2 separate regions of the Mus musculus genome follow, and region 1 is linked to region 2. The links are chromatin contacts, called in public promoter capture Hi-C maps. All regions are on one chromosome and are shown on one strand. Each heading gives the region's core, a stretch centred on a gene start, on an enhancer-like site or on the middle of the called end of the contact. The rest is flanking DNA. Distances are from core to core; before and after follow the strand shown.

Region 1 (4,315 bases), core at 89-2,588, 67 kb before region 2:
CAAAGGTGTCTCACCTCAGACAGGACCCATCTAAGAGAGAGATGGCGAGAGAATTAGATGTGGGTGACCAAGGGGTTCTAGAAGAAAGCACGAAGCTCTAAAAGCCAGCCACTGCTTGGCTAGACATCCACAGGGACCCCCTGCACCATCTGTGAAACCCAATAAACCTCTTTTCTCTGAGATTCTGTCTGCTTGTGTCTGTCTTGCGTTGGGGGAGAAACTTCCTGGTCTCTTTAAGGAGTGGAGCAGGGGACAGAGGCCTCAGTTGGTCCATGGGATCCGGGCAGAGCAAAGAGACATGAGGAGCAGGCAGCTCCCAGAGACATGGTGGATTCACGGGAGTGAGGCAGCTTAACTGCCGGAGGAGACCCAAAGGATGAGCTAGGGAGATCCATCCAAGGGTGGAGAGAGATGAGGGTTCTGGGGAGAAGTGACTCCACTGGAGGGTGGGAGAGTGTTTAGGAGTGGGAGGGTGGGGGAGGGGAATCCTTGGAAGACCGGGGAGTCATACGGATTGGGAGAAATCCTGGAAGCAGGGCTGTGGGACCTAAATGTCTGAGTTGATGTACCGCAGTCAAGATATGGCAGAGGCTCCGTGGAAAACTCACTTGGGAGCAGGGACCCAAAGCAGCAGCCTGAGCTCATGATCAGAGTGAAAGGAGAAGGCTTGTGAGGTCCGTGAATTCCCAGGGCTGAGTTCATTCCCTCTGGGGCTGCCCCATACTCATCCCATTACCCCCCCCACCAGCCCTCCCAAAGCCCATGCACACTTCCCAACTCTCAAGCTGCTCTGCCTTCAGCCACTTCCTCCAAGAACTCAAACAGGGGGCTTTCCCTCCTCAATATCATGTCTCCCCCCTTATGCACCCAGCTTTCAGAAGCACCCCCCCATGCTAAGTTCTCCCCCATGGATGTCCCATTTAGAAATCAAAAGGAAATAGACACAGGCATGGTCTTTCTACAAAGAAACAGACAATGATTAGCTCTGGAGGACAGAGAAGAAATGGGTTTCAGTTCTCAGGGTCCTATACAACACACACACACACACACACACACACACACACACACACACACCCTCCTGATTGGCCCCAGATTGCCACAGAATCCTGGTGGGGACGACGGGGAGGAGATTCCTTGATGCCTGGGTGTCCCCAACTTTCCAAACCCTCTGCCCCCGCGATGGAGAAGAAACCGAGACAGAGGTGTAGGGCCACTACCGCTTCCTCCACATGAGATCATGGTTTTCTCCACCAAGGAAGTTTTCCGAGGGTTGAATGAGAGCTTTTCCCCGCCCTCTTCCCCAAGGGCTATAAAGGCGGCCGTCTGCACAGCCAGCCAGCAGAAGCTCCCTCAGCGAGGACAGCAAGGGACTAGCCAGGAGGGAGAACAGAAACTCCAGAACATCTTGGAAATAGCTCCCAGAAAAGCAAGCAGCCAACCAGGCAGGTTCTGTCCCTTTCACTCACTGGCCCAAGGCGCCACATCTCCCTCCAGAAAAGACACCATGAGCACAGAAAGCATGATCCGCGACGTGGAACTGGCAGAAGAGGCACTCCCCCAAAAGATGGGGGGCTTCCAGAACTCCAGGCGGTGCCTATGTCTCAGCCTCTTCTCATTCCTGCTTGTGGCAGGGGCCACCACGCTCTTCTGTCTACTGAACTTCGGGGTGATCGGTCCCCAAAGGGATGAGGTGAGTGTCTGGGCAACCCTTATTCTCGCTCACAAGCAAAACGGGTTAGGAGGGCAAGAAGGACAGTGTGAGGGAAAGAAGTGGGCTAATGGGCAGGGCAAGGTGGAGGAGAGTGTGGAGGGGACAGAGTCAGGACCTCGGACCCATGCGTCCAGCTGACTAAACATCCTTCGTCGGATGCACAGAGAGATGAATGAACGAACAAGTGTGTTCACACGTGGAGAGATCTGGAAAGATGTGGCCAGGGGAAGAGGGGATAAGCAAGAGATAAAACTCAGAGACAGAAATGAGAGAGGCATGAGAGATAAGGAGGAAGATGAAGGGGAGATAACGGGAGATCAAGCACAGAGGGCACCGCAGAAAGAAGCCGTGGGTTGGACAGATGAATGAATGAAGAAGAAAAACACAAAGCTGGGGGGTGGGGTGGGGCAAAGAGGAACTGTAAGCGGGGCAATCAGCCGGGAGGCTTCTCCTTTGGGGTGAGTCTGTCTTAACTAACCTCCTTTTCCTACACAGAAGTTCCCAAATGGCCTCCCTCTCATCAGTTCTATGGCCCAGACCCTCACACTCAGTAAGTGTTCCCACACCTCTCTCTTAATTTAAGATGGAGGAAGGGCAGTTAGGCATGGGATGAGATGGGGTGGGGGGAGAACTTAAAGCTTTGGTTTGGGAGGAAAGGGGTCTAAGTGCATAGATGCTTGCTGGGAAGCCTAAAAGGCTCATCCTTGCCTTTGTCTCTTCCCCTCCAGGATCATCTTCTCAAAATTCGAGTGACAAGCCTGTAGCCCACGTCGTAGGTAAGATTTCTTTACATGTGCCTTGAGAATGAAGGGGCATGATTTTGGGGGGCGGGTTGAGGGGTGTCGAGCCAGGCTGAGAAAAGACAGAGCTCTTAGAGACAGCACGTGAGAGTCAGAGCAGTGACTCAAAAGCAAGGCATCAGGGGGCCACCCGGGACCTCATAGCCAATGGGATGTGGAAAGACAGAGGGTGCAGGAACCGGAAGTGAAGTGTGGGTAGCTGCTGAGGCTCAGGATGTGGAGTGTGAACTAAGAGGGTGACACTGACTCAATCCTCCCCCCCCCCCTCAGCAAACCACCAAGTGGAGGAGCAGCTGGAGTGGCTGAGCCAGCGCGCCAACGCCCTCCTGGCCAACGGCATGGATCTCAAAGACAACCAACTAGTGGTGCCAGCCGATGGGTTGTACCTTGTCTACTCCCAGGTTCTCTTCAAGGGACAAGGCTGCCCCGACTACGTGCTCCTCACCCACACCGTCAGCCGATTTGCTATCTCATACCAGGAGAAAGTCAACCTCCTCTCTGCCGTCAAGAGCCCCTGCCCCAAGGACACCCCTGAGGGGGCTGAGCTCAAACCCTGGTATGAGCCCATATACCTGGGAGGAGTCTTCCAGCTGGAGAAGGGGGACCAACTCAGCGCTGAGGTCAATCTGCCCAAGTACTTAGACTTTGCGGAGTCCGGGCAGGTCTACTTTGGAGTCATTGCTCTGTGAAGGGAATGGGTGTTCATCCATTCTCTACCCAGCCCCCACTCTGACCCCTTTACTCTGACCCCTTTATTGTCTACTCCTCAGAGCCCCCAGTCTGTATCCTTCTAACTTAGAAAGGGGATTATGGCTCAGGGTCCAACTCTGTGCTCAGAGCTTTCAACAACTACTCAGAAACACAAGATGCTGGGACAGTGACCTGGACTGTGGGCCTCTCATGCACCACCATCAAGGACTCAAATGGGCTTTCCGAATTCACTGGAGCCTCGAATGTCCATTCCTGAGTTCTGCAAAGGGAGAGTGGTCAGGTTGCCTCTGTCTCAGAATGAGGCTGGATAAGATCTCAGGCCTTCCTACCTTCAGACCTTTCCAGATTCTTCCCTGAGGTGCAATGCACAGCCTTCCTCACAGAGCCAGCCCCCCTCTATTTATATTTGCACTTATTATTTATTATTTATTTATTATTTATTTATTTGCTTATGAATGTATTTATTTGGAAGGCCGGGGTGTCCTGGAGGACCCAGTGTGGGAAGCTGTCTTCAGACAGACATGTTTTCTGTGAAAACGGAGCTGAGCTGTCCCCACCTGGCCTCTCTACCTTGTTGCCTCCTCTTTTGCTTATGTTTAAAACAAAATATTTATCTAACCCAATTGTCTTAATAACGCTGATTTGGTGACCAGGCTGTCGCTACATCACTGAACCTCTGCTCCCCACGGGAGCCGTGACTGTAATCGCCCTACGGGTCATTGAGAGAAATAAAGATCGCTTGGAAAAGAAATGTGATTTCTGTCTTGGGATGAAGTCTGCATCCATCTCTTTGCGGAGGCCTAAAGTCTCTGGGTCCAGATCTCAGTCTTTATACCCCTGGGCCATTAAGACCCCCAAGACCCCCGTGGAACAAAAGGCAGCCAACATCCCTACCTCTCCCCCGGAAACAGGAGCCTAACCCTAATTACCTTTGCCCTGGGGCATGGGAATTTCCCACTCTGGGAATTCCAATACCTGCTGGGAAAGTACTGCAGTTCTTTCCGGCTGTTGTGGCTCCCATGGAGCTGGGGAGGAGCCACATTCTCAGGCACCTGAATCACAGCCAAGGAAGAGCCGCAGAGCTTCAGGTGTC
Region 2 (4,278 bases), core at 1,281-3,780:
GAGACACATACCAATACATAATTAAAAATAAGTGGGACGTGGTGTGTATGCCTCCAGCATTTGAGAGGCAGAAGCAGGTGGATCTCTTGTGAGTTTGAGGCCTGCCTGCTTTACGTAGTGAGTTCTAAAATAGTCAGACCAATGTACAGAGATTAAATTAATTTAAAAAAAAATCCAAATCACAACAACAGTAAATAACTAAAACCTATACGAAAGAAGCCGAATAGCTCTCCCTTTCTCCCTCTCTGCTATCCAGTATCTAGAGATACCAGTGATCCTTTTCTAAACTAAAACAATAGCAGGTGTTCAAGGCCATAATCTCAAAGCTGAATGCAGATAGACAGGCACTGGCACAGCCACTAATCTCAAGGATACAGAGCTAGGTGGATCTGACTACCAGGACAGCCATGACTGCAAAGTGAAACCCTGACTTAAAACACAAAATGAAGCAAGCAGGGCGTGGTGGCGCACGCCTTTAATCCCAGCACTCCGGAGGCAGAGGCAGGCGGATTTCTGAGTTCGAGGTTGTTACAACCATCTGTAACAAAGTAGGGGCTATAGTTTGGGGCTATAGTTTCCTAACTTCCACATGAAGAAAAGGCCACAGGTTGCAGAGTCTGACCTTCTCAGGCACCAAGTGCACACAAGGTGCACATGTGTATTTCCAGAGAAAGCACTCACATATAAAATAAAAACAAATACAATCTTCTAAAAGAAACCAAAAATACACACAACCCAAAACAACCATTACCACCATGGGGTTGGGAGGCAGGGTCTGGAAAGATAACTAACAAAGGTCAGAAAGGAACACACAATATACGGTTCAGTAGTAAGTGCTCTGTGCTAGGTCCAAGGTTCAGTACCCATCAGAACCACATACATGCAATAAATAAATAAATAAAAATAAGGGAAGGTGGAAAAAAAGAACAAACAAACCAAAAATAGCAATAGCATACAACTGAAATTCCAAGCTTGGAAAGCAGAGACAGGAGGATCATGAGTACAAGACCATCAGTTCTAAGACATTTCACTATGTAAGAAAAAAAGGACCAAGCCAAGTCAGATGTGGTCCTCTGTTATAGTGCATATAATCCTAGCACATAGACGACCACATAGACGACGAAGGCACAGTGGTCAGAGGCCAAAGTTAGCCTGGGCTATAGGAGATCCTGTGCCCACCTCCCGGAAAGACATTAAGTAATTCTTGGTAGGGCCAAATTAACTATCACATGTACCTACAGACAAAAGTCTATGTGGCTTTTTAAATATCTGCTTTAAAAACCACAAAAATGACCTCCTCATGGTGGTTGTCTCAAAGAATTATGCAGTGGCCACAGTGCACTAAGGTCAGGAGGCTCAAACCATGCCTCAGCTATTGACAAGTCTACTTCACAGTGGATGAAAGCAGGTTTCCTTAATCTTATAAAAATAGTACCAAGCTGTGAACACTCTGTTTAAAAAAAAAAAAAAAAAACCCACACCAAACTTGTCTGAGGTCCCTGTGACACACCATTCTTGTCCAAGGTGCCCCCTGTGTTGTGTCTGGTCCCAAAGGCCAGAGTCATGTCTGTCTCTTTGGGCTGGGGTCTGCACAGAACAGGTATAGATCCCTCCTCTCTACTTTCCTCTTCACTGAGTTCTGTCAAAGTGAAGACAGACTCCAAATCGGCCTCACTCAACAGTAACCACATCCCCTCACTCAATAGGTACATCAGATGTCCTATCCAGTAAGGGACAAAAGAGTCAATGACAAGAAAATCAGGCGCATCCTTCTACAAAGTACTGGTGTCTCACCTGGGCCCCCACAATAAAAGTCCGAGTCTGAGAGTCCAGGGTCTTCACCAGTACCTCCAGGCTGTCAGGCTCCTCCATAGCGGTACTGGCACTATCACTCGGCTCCATGGCCGACAGCTCTCTAAAGAAGAACGAGGGGGGGGGGTTCGCTGTCGGTCGCACTGTATTTTATACACCCGGAAGCCTCTCTGGACCCAATCTCCGCCCCAATCCCTTCAAAGTTTCTCATACACAAGCAGATATATTCATCCTCCTTCTCATCCCCCCTTTTTGATTCGGGGGCACAGGAACAGAAACACAAAGGGTAGGAGATCGACGGCATAGGGAGATGAAGGACGAGAGGTGGGAGGGGCTCCACCATGCCAATCACAATAGGGAGAGCCAGTTGGGCTAGGAATCAGGGAAGCAAGCACGAGACCGACCAGAGGCCAGTGTCATCACCGGTCGCGACCGAGCAAGCGCCCGAGAGATCGGGAAATCCTAGGACAACGCGAGGGGTGGGGGGAGGGTCGCGCTAGACTCGGCAGAGAAAAGTGGCTTCGCGCACGCGCAGCACCACAATCGAACCCGCCTAAATCACCACCGACCCAAGACCGCGGACACTCACGGGAGGCTGGACGGGCTCGCTGACCGCCCCCGCCTTCCGCCTCCGCCTCTCCTCGGTATTCCAGCAACACGACTTAACCAACACGCGACCAAACACATACAAACACACATACACAGCCCACCACCCTGTGGCTCCGCCCCCGACGTCCCCACGGTACCGTCACTTCCGGTCTCCCCCAACCTGGCACCAAGGGCCACTTCCGTTTCCCCGATCGTATTTGGGGGGATCTCGAGGCGGTACTTCCGGCTCCCCCAGTCTCCCCCGATTTACTTTCGTGGGGCACGATGAGAAAGTCCACAGCCCCGAACAGTGAGTTTCTGGGGGGCGAGACGGGCCCGGGCCGGCCGAGATGGGAGGGAGCCGACCACCCGGAGGAGCCGCCGCCGCCGCCGTCGTCGCCCGGGGGACCGCACTGCGCCTGCGTGAGCGGCGCCACGCGTGCGCACACTCTAAGTACTTCCCCGCCCCCCTCCGGCTATGTGCGTTTCTTCCCTGCGCGCGCCAGAGTGCAACCGGACCGGGGTGGCTACTGGAAACGCCTAAAGAAAAATGACTGAGTGAGATGCTGTAATTTCCTCGAGAAAAATTGTGAGACTTGTGTGGAGTGCACCTCGTTAATCAACGTCCCATCTTGATGGTCAGAGACGTTTACAGGCACAATTCTAACTACCTAAAACTCTGCAAGACCTCTGGTCCTCCCATCATTTCTGTTCTTCCGGAAGCCACTCTTTTTCGTGGACGGCTGGTGGCGTTCCGCGGGCTGTGTTTGCTTGTGCCCGACTCTAGTTCCTGGCGGGATTAGGCCGGTTGGGCTCTTTGCAGACTTTGAGCATCCTGTTTATTGAGATCTCCGAGGGAGTGCCATGTTTAAGGATAAAAAAAAATTCTATTGCATTTTTTGGTTTTGAGACATTTCTGCTGCTTTTTAAGAGCTTTGTAGAAAAAAAGAAAGAAAAGAGAACGGGTGCCTTGCGGATCAGATTAAAGGACAAGACTTTAAGAAGGGACCAAGGGAATGGAGAGATGGCTCAAGAGATGAAGAGCACTGTCTGCTCTTCCAGAGGTCCTGAGTTCAATTCCCAGCAACTACATGGTGGCTCACAACCATCCGTAATGAGATCTGACACCCTCTTCTGGTGTGTCTGAAGACAGCGACAGTGTACTCACATACATAAAATAAATAAATCTTTAAAAAAGGAAAAGAAAAGCCGGGCGTGGTGGTGCACACCTTTAATCCCAGCACTTGGGAGGCAGAGGCAGGCGGATTTCTGAGTTCGAGGCCAGCCTGGTCTACAAAGTGAGTTCAAGGACAGCCAGGGCTACACAGAGAAACCCTGTCTCAAAAACAAACAAATAAAATAAAATAAATAAAATAAAATAAAATAAAATAGAAAAGAAAAGAAGGAAGAAAAAGAAAGGGGATTGAAAGGCCCACCGCCAAGGGAGTTGAACGGTTAAGTTTTTCTCTCTCTGCATTCTTCCCCACTTATTCTTAGATGCCAGTACTGATGAGACTTCCAGTAAGCATTGTATGATGAGACTTTTACATGCTGTCTCACTGTTACCCTGAATTGCCTGGAACTCATAAGGACAATGTTCCCCCCACCACCACCCAGTGCAGGGTTGTGTGTCACTCTAATAGACTATATTTACGTTTTGAATTTTTTTTTTCCAAGATAGGATTTCACTATGTAAGTCTGGATGTCCTGTAACTCACAGAAACCCACCTGCCTCTGCATCCCAGATGCTGGGATAATAGAAGTTAAATATTTTTAAAAATACTTTTCGGGGATGGAGGAGGGGTGTATGGCCTGCGTCTGCAACAGCACAGTGCAAATGTGGAGATCCGAGGGAAATGTGGTGTCCTCTCACTGTGT

The links. Capture Hi-C pulls out chosen DNA fragments and counts their contacts.
Region 1: a promoter capture Hi-C map of adipose tissue shows a contact between it and region 2. The contact joins the promoter of Tnf here to the promoter of Bag6 in region 2. A contact is called at or near these places in 8 of 39 promoter capture datasets (the C10 cell line, the HPC-7 cell line, cranial neural crest and 5 more), 1 of 15 datasets of contacts at CTCF or cohesin (CD8 T cells), 3 of 484 Hi-C or Micro-C datasets (CD8 T cells, embryonic stem cells and peritoneal macrophages), 12 of 115 datasets of contacts at active chromatin or transcription factors (the 230-238 cell line, CD8 T cells, the HPC-7 cell line and 6 more) and 4 of 9 other capture datasets (adipose tissue, liver, macrophages and 1 more).

Annotation. Positions count from the first base shown.
Region 1 is chr17:35,199,030-35,203,344 of GRCm38.p6, reverse strand. Tnf (tumor necrosis factor) reads left to right here and starts at 1,338. Exons shown (of 4, transcript NM_013693.3): 1 at 1,338-1,690; 2 at 2,207-2,261; 3 at 2,440-2,487; 4 at 2,782-3,978. The coding sequence starts at 1,505. The coding sequence ends at 3,200. Lta (lymphotoxin A) reads left to right here. Exons shown (of 4, transcript NM_010735.2): 4 at 1-180.
Region 2 is chr17:35,133,752-35,138,029 of GRCm38.p6, reverse strand. It overlaps Bag6 (BCL2-associated athanogene 6), which reads right to left and starts at 2,530. Exons shown (of 26, transcript NM_001372261.1): 1 at 2,402-2,530; 2 at 1,795-1,915. The coding sequence starts at 1,902.